Linked DNA regions of Mus musculus: all the other regions are linked to region 1. A link is a contact called in public HiChIP or PLAC-seq and promoter capture Hi-C data. All regions are on one chromosome and are shown on one strand. Each heading gives the region's core, a stretch centred on a gene start, on an enhancer-like site or on the middle of the called end of the contact. The rest is flanking DNA. Distances are from core to core; before and after follow the strand shown. Region 1 holds the start of Mrps9 (mitochondrial ribosomal protein S9). Region 2 has its middle 85 kb from the start of Tmem182. Region 3 has its middle 41 kb from the start of 4930448I06Rik.

Region 1 (2,809 bases), core at 227-2,726:
AGCAGTGTGCAACCGGAATGAGCTTTAGACATAATAAAAGACACATACATGTATTCCCCCTGTAAATTAAAAAGGTAAAAGGGATGTGACCCAGCGAGGCTCATTTTGTAAAATGTGTTTGTTTACACATAATTATAAGAATAAAGAGAAAGAAGAAGGGTACACTAGGTTCAGAATATAGGAGAGTGAGAGCCACCTGCCCATATAATCATTACCAATAAACATATTTTGTATGCTACAGTTCCTCTCATATGCAATTATGTGTCTCAAAGAGATGTATAGAAGAAATAAAAATGTCCAACACATTTTCCAATTTTCAAAACCAAGAAACCCAGATGTTTAACAGATCAATGGACAAATTGGTTTATGTTACAACATCAAATAACAGAAAAAGGTGGCCAGTCATTTTGTAAAACAGTTCTAAGATCCAGCGTTTAACTTCTCGGCAATATCTGGTGGTAGTACTGCTTTTCCAACATTTCGTACTCTTTCTACTCAAACTGTTCTGTTTTCCAACCCCCACTTGTTTGACCGCGTGTTCTCAATCTCTTGAGACCTCTCTTTCGGCCTGTTCATCTGCCTACTCTTGCAGGACACCATCTGCGCGCTATTCCCTGGGTTTCCATTAGAACCTGCAAGGTAACAGGACTTCAAAGTTAGGTCTCCTCCTGTGTCACGGGCACACCCACCGAAAGGACTACTGGAAATCTCCGGTAGAATATGCCACAGACACTTTAAGTGCAATTACAGCCGAAGCTCGTTTTCTCCCACTTTTAATGAGCCACATTAAACGGGCGACAAGCAAAGACTCAAGCTAGAAATCCCAGCTTCACACCGACCCCGGAATTGAGCGAAGCGGTCAAATTCTGCTCTCCTAATGTCACACACACACACACACACACACACACACACACACACACACACACAAGTTTCGGGAAAATTACAAAAACTGAAATTCCGCAAACGCAGAGCACTTGTAAAAAGTCTCAGTTCGCTCCACAGACTGACTCTGCCCAGGACATCTTCCGGGTCGCGCAGAGTTCGGCTCCCCTTCTCCCCGGGACGAATCACAAGACCCAGGCAGCCACCCAACTCCATCTGCCGAACCCTTTGCTCCTCAAAGCCCAGGGAGAGGCTGCAGAGGATCCGTCCGCGGCCGATTCCCCGATCCCCAAGCGTGACCTCCGACCTCTACCTTGAGGGCTCTGGCAGCCCTGGAAGGTGGGCCGGCTTCACGTCACCCTACCACACGGACCGCCAGCTCCAGCTCCCAGGACCTTACCTGGAACCTGGTCCCTGTCTGCCAGCCAACCGCCGAGGCTGTCCAGTACCCGGGCCTCTGGCAGAGGCTAGCTCTAACAGCGGGAGTGAACCAAAGGGAAAGCACTCGGCCGCAGGACACACAGGGGGCGGCCATGTTGGCCGTAAGAAACATCCTGGCGGGAGGGGAAAGGGGTGGAGCCTGGAGACTGCGCAGGCGCAGACCTCCCAGGCGGAAGCGCTTCCTTAGCAATTGCAACTAGGGGCGGAGTTCTGTAGTCCAGCCCCTCGCCGCTGATTGGGTGCGCGGCAGCAGGTTGCCTTGCACATGGCTTTCGGCTTACTAGCAGCTGTAGTCCTAGCTGAGTTCCTGGTACCCACGCTCAGACAAGCCTTCCACAGTCTTATTCTCACTCCAACAATCCAAGCTGGCTTTCCTGTCCGCTTGCCTTCCCGCAAGGGCCTTCTGCTCCCCCTTGAACTTGCCCGTTTTAAAGATCTGTTTCAAGACATTCTTCTTCCAGCAACTAACCATTCTGGCTTCCAACACATTGTGTTGACTCTTAGCTGTCTGACCCACAGGCTGAGGAAAAGCACCTCCCTGCTCAACTTCATGGCTCTCCCTGATTGCCTCTGAGCCTTAAAGCCATTAAGAGTGGCTGCAGACACAGGAACTGTCTTTGCCTTCTGAAACTTGAACTTCCTAACCCTAAGTCTAGGGTTATCTCTACCAGATACAAGTGGTTGAATAAATCACTCTTAAAGGGTTTTCCAATGTTGAAAATTATCATTGAATAATTTGATAATGTTGAAATTATCATTAGAAGTTTAAAACATACTCAGAAAACGAGATCAAGGTGACCGAGTAAGAGGCTGAGAAGTTAAAAACACTCTATGTTCTTTCAGAGGACCTGGGTTTGGTCCCCAGAACTCTTGTGGAAAATCACATCTATCTATCTATCTATCTATCTATCTATCTATCTATCTATCTATCTATCACATCTATCACATCTATCACATCTATCTATCTATCTATCTATCACATCTATCTATCTATCTATCTATCTACCTATCTATCTATAATTACAGCTCTAAACAATCTGACACCTTCTCTGAATTTCAAGGGGATCAACCATGTCTGTGATGTACAGACACATATACATACAAGCAAAATATTTATACATGTAAATTAGAAATCTGTTTTTTAAGTTATGAAGTAAGTGCTGGCATCGTACAGTTATCACCTCATAAAACAGCTCTAGGGAAATAGAAATTGCATAGCTTCAGAAAAATAGAAGAAAAAAAACCCCTCCAAATAGGATGCTTGTAGTAAAGGGGGGAAATCATTATTTTCCCCTTTGTTTGTTTCCTTTACATTAGTGAAAATCTCTTCATTCAGTGGCAGAAGTCCAGGACTAGTATTTGGAGAAGAAGAATAAGTTAGAGGCGAGGCAGTGCTGGCCAGAAAAGCAGGTAGGCTAACTCCAGATCTTTACCTCTCCCTCTATCTCTCCAAATCCAATCCTCTAGTCTTATCTGTAGCAGAACT
Region 2 (2,809 bases), core at 172-2,671, 2.0 Mb after region 1:
ACCCATGCCCGGGCATCCGGGGGTGTGAGCATTATCTGCAGATTCTGATAATCATATGTTCCTATCTGGGGATGGGACCTAACAATCTAGATCTTATCAAGTTCTAGGTGGGTCTAGTTTTATAACTCTGAGAACCATTAACACCTCAAAACTGTGTTTTGGTTTTTTATGTTGGGGATTGAACCTCTGACCATCCCAGCTGTACCACAGGATCTCCTCCATGGAGTCATCCCTCTCCTGGCCTCCTGTGTGTGTGTGTGTGTGTGTGTGTGTGTGTGTGTGTGTATTTTAATACTTCGAGACATGTATCCCTAAATTCCAAAGGCTGGCCTTGAATTCACTCTCTAACCAGAAGACCTTGAATTGGCAAGCCTTCTGCTCCTCCTCCTGGGTACCTAGCATCCCAGACCTGTACCAACAGGCTTAGCATAATCATTTTGTAGTAGTATTTTATTGACAATGGATTTTTTTTCATACAATATATTCCAATTATATTTTCTGTCCCTACCTTCTGCCAGTTGCTCCCCACCAACCCTTCCGTCTGAGCCCATACCCTTTTCCTCTCATTTCTTAAAACATCTCTTTCTCTCCTGCTATTTCTTCTTAACTTTAACCCACACAGAGGACACCCAAGCCTATAGACTGCAGAGCGTGTAGAGTACTGACTGAGCTATTGAACAGTTAAGGACAGGTTTAGGATTCATCTTTGTCCTGCCTGTTCATTCCACATTTCCAGGTTGCTTTCTTAGATGGGGTTATTTTGTTTTTAGTAAGGCATTCCGAAATTAATTTTAGATGTCAGCAATTCAGCTGGAGGCCGTGACTCTCACCGGGGCCCCTGAAATCACCAAGGTTTTCCATGAGCACAGCCATCTGCAGACCCGACTGCAAGTTCAAGTCACTAGTGGAACTTTTAGAAATTCACCCGTGCCCTTAGCCCATCCTGAAGAAATTGATTTAGCCTGTGGGAAGAAGGTTTCCCAGTATTAGCTATTTCAGAATCCCTGAAGTGGTATTCTAATGCGTGGCCGGGGACCACAAACACTTTGAGGAGAACTCTGGCTCACCATGTGTCTGAATTTTGCTCCTTGACCTCCTAAGCCTCAGGGCAAGCAAGAGCTGCTTCAGAAGTCGTTGCCTTTCAAAGGCAATTTAAAAAGACAGCCGCGGTGCTCACCACCTCACCACAATCAGAGAGAAAGAGAGTAAAATTACATTCTGGAAGCCAAAGTCAAAGGACAAATCCAAGTCTATTTAAAGGTACTCTCAAATGGCTCCCGCAACAGATACGGGGACTTCGGGTTACAGAGAAAATGATTTGCAGCCTTCCTGTAGAATTTGGATCGCCTCCTTCTTCCCCATCCCCAGCTGTAGTCAGAGCAAACGGCTGTCTGCAATAACCAGAGCCCAAAGAGAGCTGTGTGGTGTTCTCTGAGGTGCATGGCAGCAGGGAATGCTGAGCGCATGCTCAGGTCCTGAACTCCCAGGCTGGATGCCCTCTGGGAGACTTGAGCCAGCTCTGAGAATGGCACAAAGGAACAAGGGCTCCTGAGCCAGCCCCCAAGCGCTGCCTCCCAGCCTCCAGCTTGCTCCTGCAGTTGGCATGTGCGGGAGTTTCTGGTGTTTGAGTCGCTCTCACCTTCTATTCCCTTAGTGAAAATCCCATTATCTCCAACAGCTGTGTGTCAAGAAAAGACATGAATTCTGTGCCACAACAAAAGGATCTGATGCGTGTTTCTCCGGGTAGCCTTAGGCTAAAAAACATTTTATCTCACTTTCTTCATTTATAATACAAAGACTTAACTTCCTACTGAAAGGGATGGATGTCTACTTCAGGATGGGAAAAGTGTGAAGATTGCCTCGAACCTCCTCCCCGAACATAGCAAGGTTAATAATTACATGTACATGTAATATAGGAAATGTAATCAACCAGACGCCCCCCCCCCCGCAAGTCGTGCAAACCTGCCGTTAAAATATTACTCGAAATTGACCATTTCAAGATAAACAGATAAAGGGATAGGCAAAGAGGCAGGTCACATGCCTACCGCGTAAAGCTTGAAATTGATTTCGGAAGCATCCGAGCTCGCTACGAAAGAACCTCGCTGTTTAATTAGGATGGCTTGGATCCAGAGTCTATATTTAGGGGAAACTGGAAATTACAGTGTAGAAGCAAGAATCACCCAGCAAGAGTCTAAATTAAGGGAGAGAGGACCCAGTGAAAGAAGCGCCACAGTTTTCCTCAGCAAACTATGAGACGTCTTTTGTGTTTCACCAAACACAAACTGAATAATCCCTTAGGTCTCTCTCTACCTTTTCCTCTAACGAATGTGCTCTGACTAAAATCCTATGAATATTAACTTTTCAGTTCACCTTCATCCGAGTTGCACATGGTTCTCCTCCATACCTGAGCTCTACTGGAGTATAGGCGGATTTGGCACCCGACCCGCAACACATCAGAAGACTCTCATTAAGATTCCAAATGTATAGAAACATATTTTATACCATTAATATTTTGGCTTCTTTTTGTAAGTGGTTGGCAGAAGATCCATGGCACCATATCATTAATTTCTTAAATATTCCTGTTTTCTTCTCATCATTGATGTATCATCAAATAAATTAGTTCAGACCCAAAATGTGACAGAGAGAAACATATGATTGATTTTTTTTTTTTAACTTTCAGGAGGTGTTTTGAATGATTTTATACAACTTATTCTGGCTTACCATCCTAAAATTTTATAGAGGAGTATGTGGATATTGATGACCAAAAGTATATTATTATTATTATTATTATTATTATATTAATAATTAT
Region 3 (2,809 bases), core at 119-2,618, 1.7 Mb after region 1:
GGATGGTAAAATGGGACCATCTTCATGAAACCAAAATGTATCTGGCATGTTGTGCATTCAATAAGCATTTTTTTATCCTATCATTTCCTCTGTGTGATTTTTATTTTCAGATCTGGGGTTGCAGACTGATTCCTTACACTTTCCAAGCAAGTGCTCTGCACACTGACCTATATGCACAGCTCCTTGGTCAGAGGTTTTTATTTGACACAAAGTCTCACTAGATGCCCAGGATTGCATTGAATTTACTGTATAGCCAAGAAGGCTTTGCACTTAAAATCTTTCTACCTTCCTTCCCCAAGAGGCTGAGGCTATGTATCTGTGCCTGCAGGACTGGTACTTTTGCTTATTTTTGTGAAGTTAGCAATGTATATTATTTTGCTGTCTCCTCCTCCTCCTCCTCTTCCTCCTCCTCCCCTCCTCCTCCTCTTCTTCCTCTTCCTCCTCCTCTTCCTCCTCTTCCTCCTCCTCTTCCTCCTCCCCTCTTCCTCCTTCCCTCCTCTTCTTCCTCTCCTCCTCCTCCTCCTCCTCCTCCTCCTCCTTCTTCTTCTTCTTCCTTCTTCTTCTTCTTCTCCTTATCCTCCTCCTTTTCCTCCTACTTCTTTTTCTTCTTTCTCCTCCTTCCCTTCTCTTCTTCCTCCTCTCTCCCTCCTTATTTTTGGACAAAGTCTGGGCTTCCCTGAAACTCACTATATAGACCTTGACTTCCCTAATTCTGCCTGTTTCTGTGCTGGGTTTAAAGATGTGGACCACCATGCCCAGGTTTATCTACTTTCTGCTATCATAGAATCACAGTGTAGCCTCCTCTTCTCTCTGCAGAGTAACCTTGTTACCTTTTCTTAGTTCCTTTATTTTTCTGACAAACCATCACATAACCTTAACTATATAACCTCATCTACATAGTTATTGCATATCATCTAACTGTGCCTACTCTGTGTCCTGCCCTTTGACTTGAGTCCCCTCCTTCTTGTGTGGAAGGTGGCTACTTAACAATGTGATCCTGTGACTTTAGGTTCACTGGGGAAACTCAACTATGATTCTTGTGGCATTGTCACTTGATGTGGGTCATGGGTAGACACTGATGCTTCTTTTTGACCAACATCAATTTGTTTCCAAAATAATGTAAATTACTGTAAAATTGCTGAAAACACTTACTTAAATAAACAATCACCATTTTCTAAAGTTTCCTCTTGGGATTATAGACTGTCTTAGAGATATGACAAGTAGTGATCCTTAAACCTCAGGGATACAAGACAGTGGTGGGGGTAGTGTTGTTTTTAATCCATTATTTACACAGGGCATGAGTGGAGGGCAGCTCAGTGGTGGGTGTTCTCAGACAGCAGATAGAACAAAGCAAGTATTTTCTTTGGGGGGATTACCATATGAATGCACACAAGGACACAGGAGACAAGGAACAATAAAACGCAGTGCAGTGCCAGCATTTGGTTAATGTGGCTGAGATGCCTTGTGGAACAGATGGTTCTGAAAGAGGATTGTGATAAAAGAAGGTGAGCAGCTTTGCTGTACATTAATCAGAAAGTGCTATGCAATCTCAGGAAAGGAAACAGAGTAACCAGGAGGAAAAGAAAAGTTTCCCCTCTGTCTATTCCCTCTCACCTCCCTGGTTTCTACATTTCCTAATTAGAGAGGGCAAATGGGCAGTAAGTGTGAAGCTTACGTATGACTGGAAAGGGGACAAACAACGGTCAAGGTAGGTGAAGATGGCTGTCAGTAGTATGCACAAGAGCATTGAGCCAACAACCTAGGGTGGGTTTCGATTCCACTCAGAGACTTCCATTAAGTCTGTGTGTAAGCCTGGTTTTTAAAACTACAGTTACAGGTCCATTAAACCCTTGGAACAGATGTATTTTTGAATCTAGAGTATCTCAGAATCTGCACAAGTAAAATGATATGTATACTACATATTATATACCTCCCTGATGAGGTCTGGAGTAATAAAACACAGACATAATTCTGTATCAAAATGTTCCGTGCAAGCAGAATAAAAACTGTAAGTAACCATGTGTCTGCTCAGTCCAGATTTTCCTGCCAGATGAATTTGCATTAAATTTTCAGGGATTGAGAAATCGGCCATCTTCCTGTGAGGTAGGCCGATCCCAGTGAGAGCTATACAACACATAGGGGTAGAAGTATGCAACAGATAATGGAAGACAGCAGGCATAGGGTGTAGGCTAAATCCCTGCCCTTTGTTTCAGGGCTCCATTTGCTCCTTCACCAGATCATGTTTGTCCTGCCTCTGCTTTCCCCTTTGATCTCTTGCAGTTGTTCTCCAGCAGTCACAACATGAGGGACTGTACTACAGGGTCACAGAATCAGGAAGGTTGAGAACTGCTGCCCCTGGATCCCTCTATCTTAAGTGCTTGCCCCAGTACAAATCACCCCACTTGTGCAAACTCTGAGACCCTACAAAGTCTTCTTCTCACTGTTAAGCTACAGAATGGAGTCTCCCAAGTCATTGGGAAACCCAGTTTCCTCTTCCTCTTCCTCTCTGTCCATTCCTCTCAGTTCCTAAACAGGTTGTCCTGTGTGAATCTCTGAACTCGCTATTCCTCTAAGTGCCCTCACACCCCTTGTTCTGGGTTGTCATTCTTAGGATCTAAGCCTGAAGACTGCTCTGCACTGCCCATGCCTGACCTGGTGGAAGCAACTCCCATTTCACTGTTATCAGTGAAGGGAGTCAGGATAGGAATGAAAAACAGGGCAGGAACCTGGAGGCAGGAATTGATGCAAAAGCCATGGAGGGATGCTACTAACAGGCTTTCTCAGCCTGCTTCTTATAGAACCACACCAA

What was found. Promoter capture Hi-C pulls out the DNA fragments that hold promoters and counts their contacts. HiChIP or PLAC-seq counts read pairs in DNA pulled down with a chosen protein or histone mark.
Region 2: a promoter capture Hi-C map of cranial neural crest shows a contact between it and region 1. The contact joins the enhancer-like site here to the promoter of Mrps9 in region 1. A contact is called at or near these places in 11 of 39 promoter capture datasets (the 3T3-L1 cell line, the C10 cell line, cranial neural crest and 7 more) and 6 of 115 datasets of contacts at active chromatin or transcription factors (the NIH/3T3 cell line, astrocytes, embryonic forebrain and 2 more).
Region 3: an H3K4me3 HiChIP or PLAC-seq map of neural tube shows a contact between it and region 1, with 9 times the contacts expected there. The contact joins the enhancer-like site here to the promoter of Mrps9 in region 1. A contact is called at or near these places in 8 of 39 promoter capture datasets (the 3T3-L1 cell line, cranial neural crest, embryonic stem cells and 5 more), 5 of 115 datasets of contacts at active chromatin or transcription factors (astrocytes, embryonic forebrain, embryonic limb bud and 2 more) and 1 of 9 other capture datasets (embryonic tail).

What each region holds. Positions count from the first base shown.
Region 1 is chr1:42,849,900-42,852,708 of GRCm38.p6, reverse strand. It overlaps Mrps9 (mitochondrial ribosomal protein S9), which reads right to left and starts at 1,476. Exons shown (of 11, transcript NM_023514.4): 1 at 1,283-1,476. The coding sequence starts at 1,417.
Region 2 is chr1:40,889,118-40,891,926 of GRCm38.p6, reverse strand. No RefSeq gene overlaps it. Among named protein-coding and RNA genes, the nearest start is that of Tmem182, 85 kb to the right of the region's middle. Within about 2 kb of position 1,421, at least 6 of the 459 cell types and tissues checked have an H3K27ac peak or open chromatin away from gene starts, as enhancers often do.
Region 3 is chr1:41,139,305-41,142,113 of GRCm38.p6, reverse strand. No RefSeq gene overlaps it. Among named protein-coding and RNA genes, the nearest start is that of 4930448I06Rik, 41 kb to the left of the region's middle. Within about 2 kb of position 1,368, at least 13 of the 459 cell types and tissues checked have an H3K27ac peak or open chromatin away from gene starts, as enhancers often do. A contact at or near this core is called in neural tube, where this site is marked.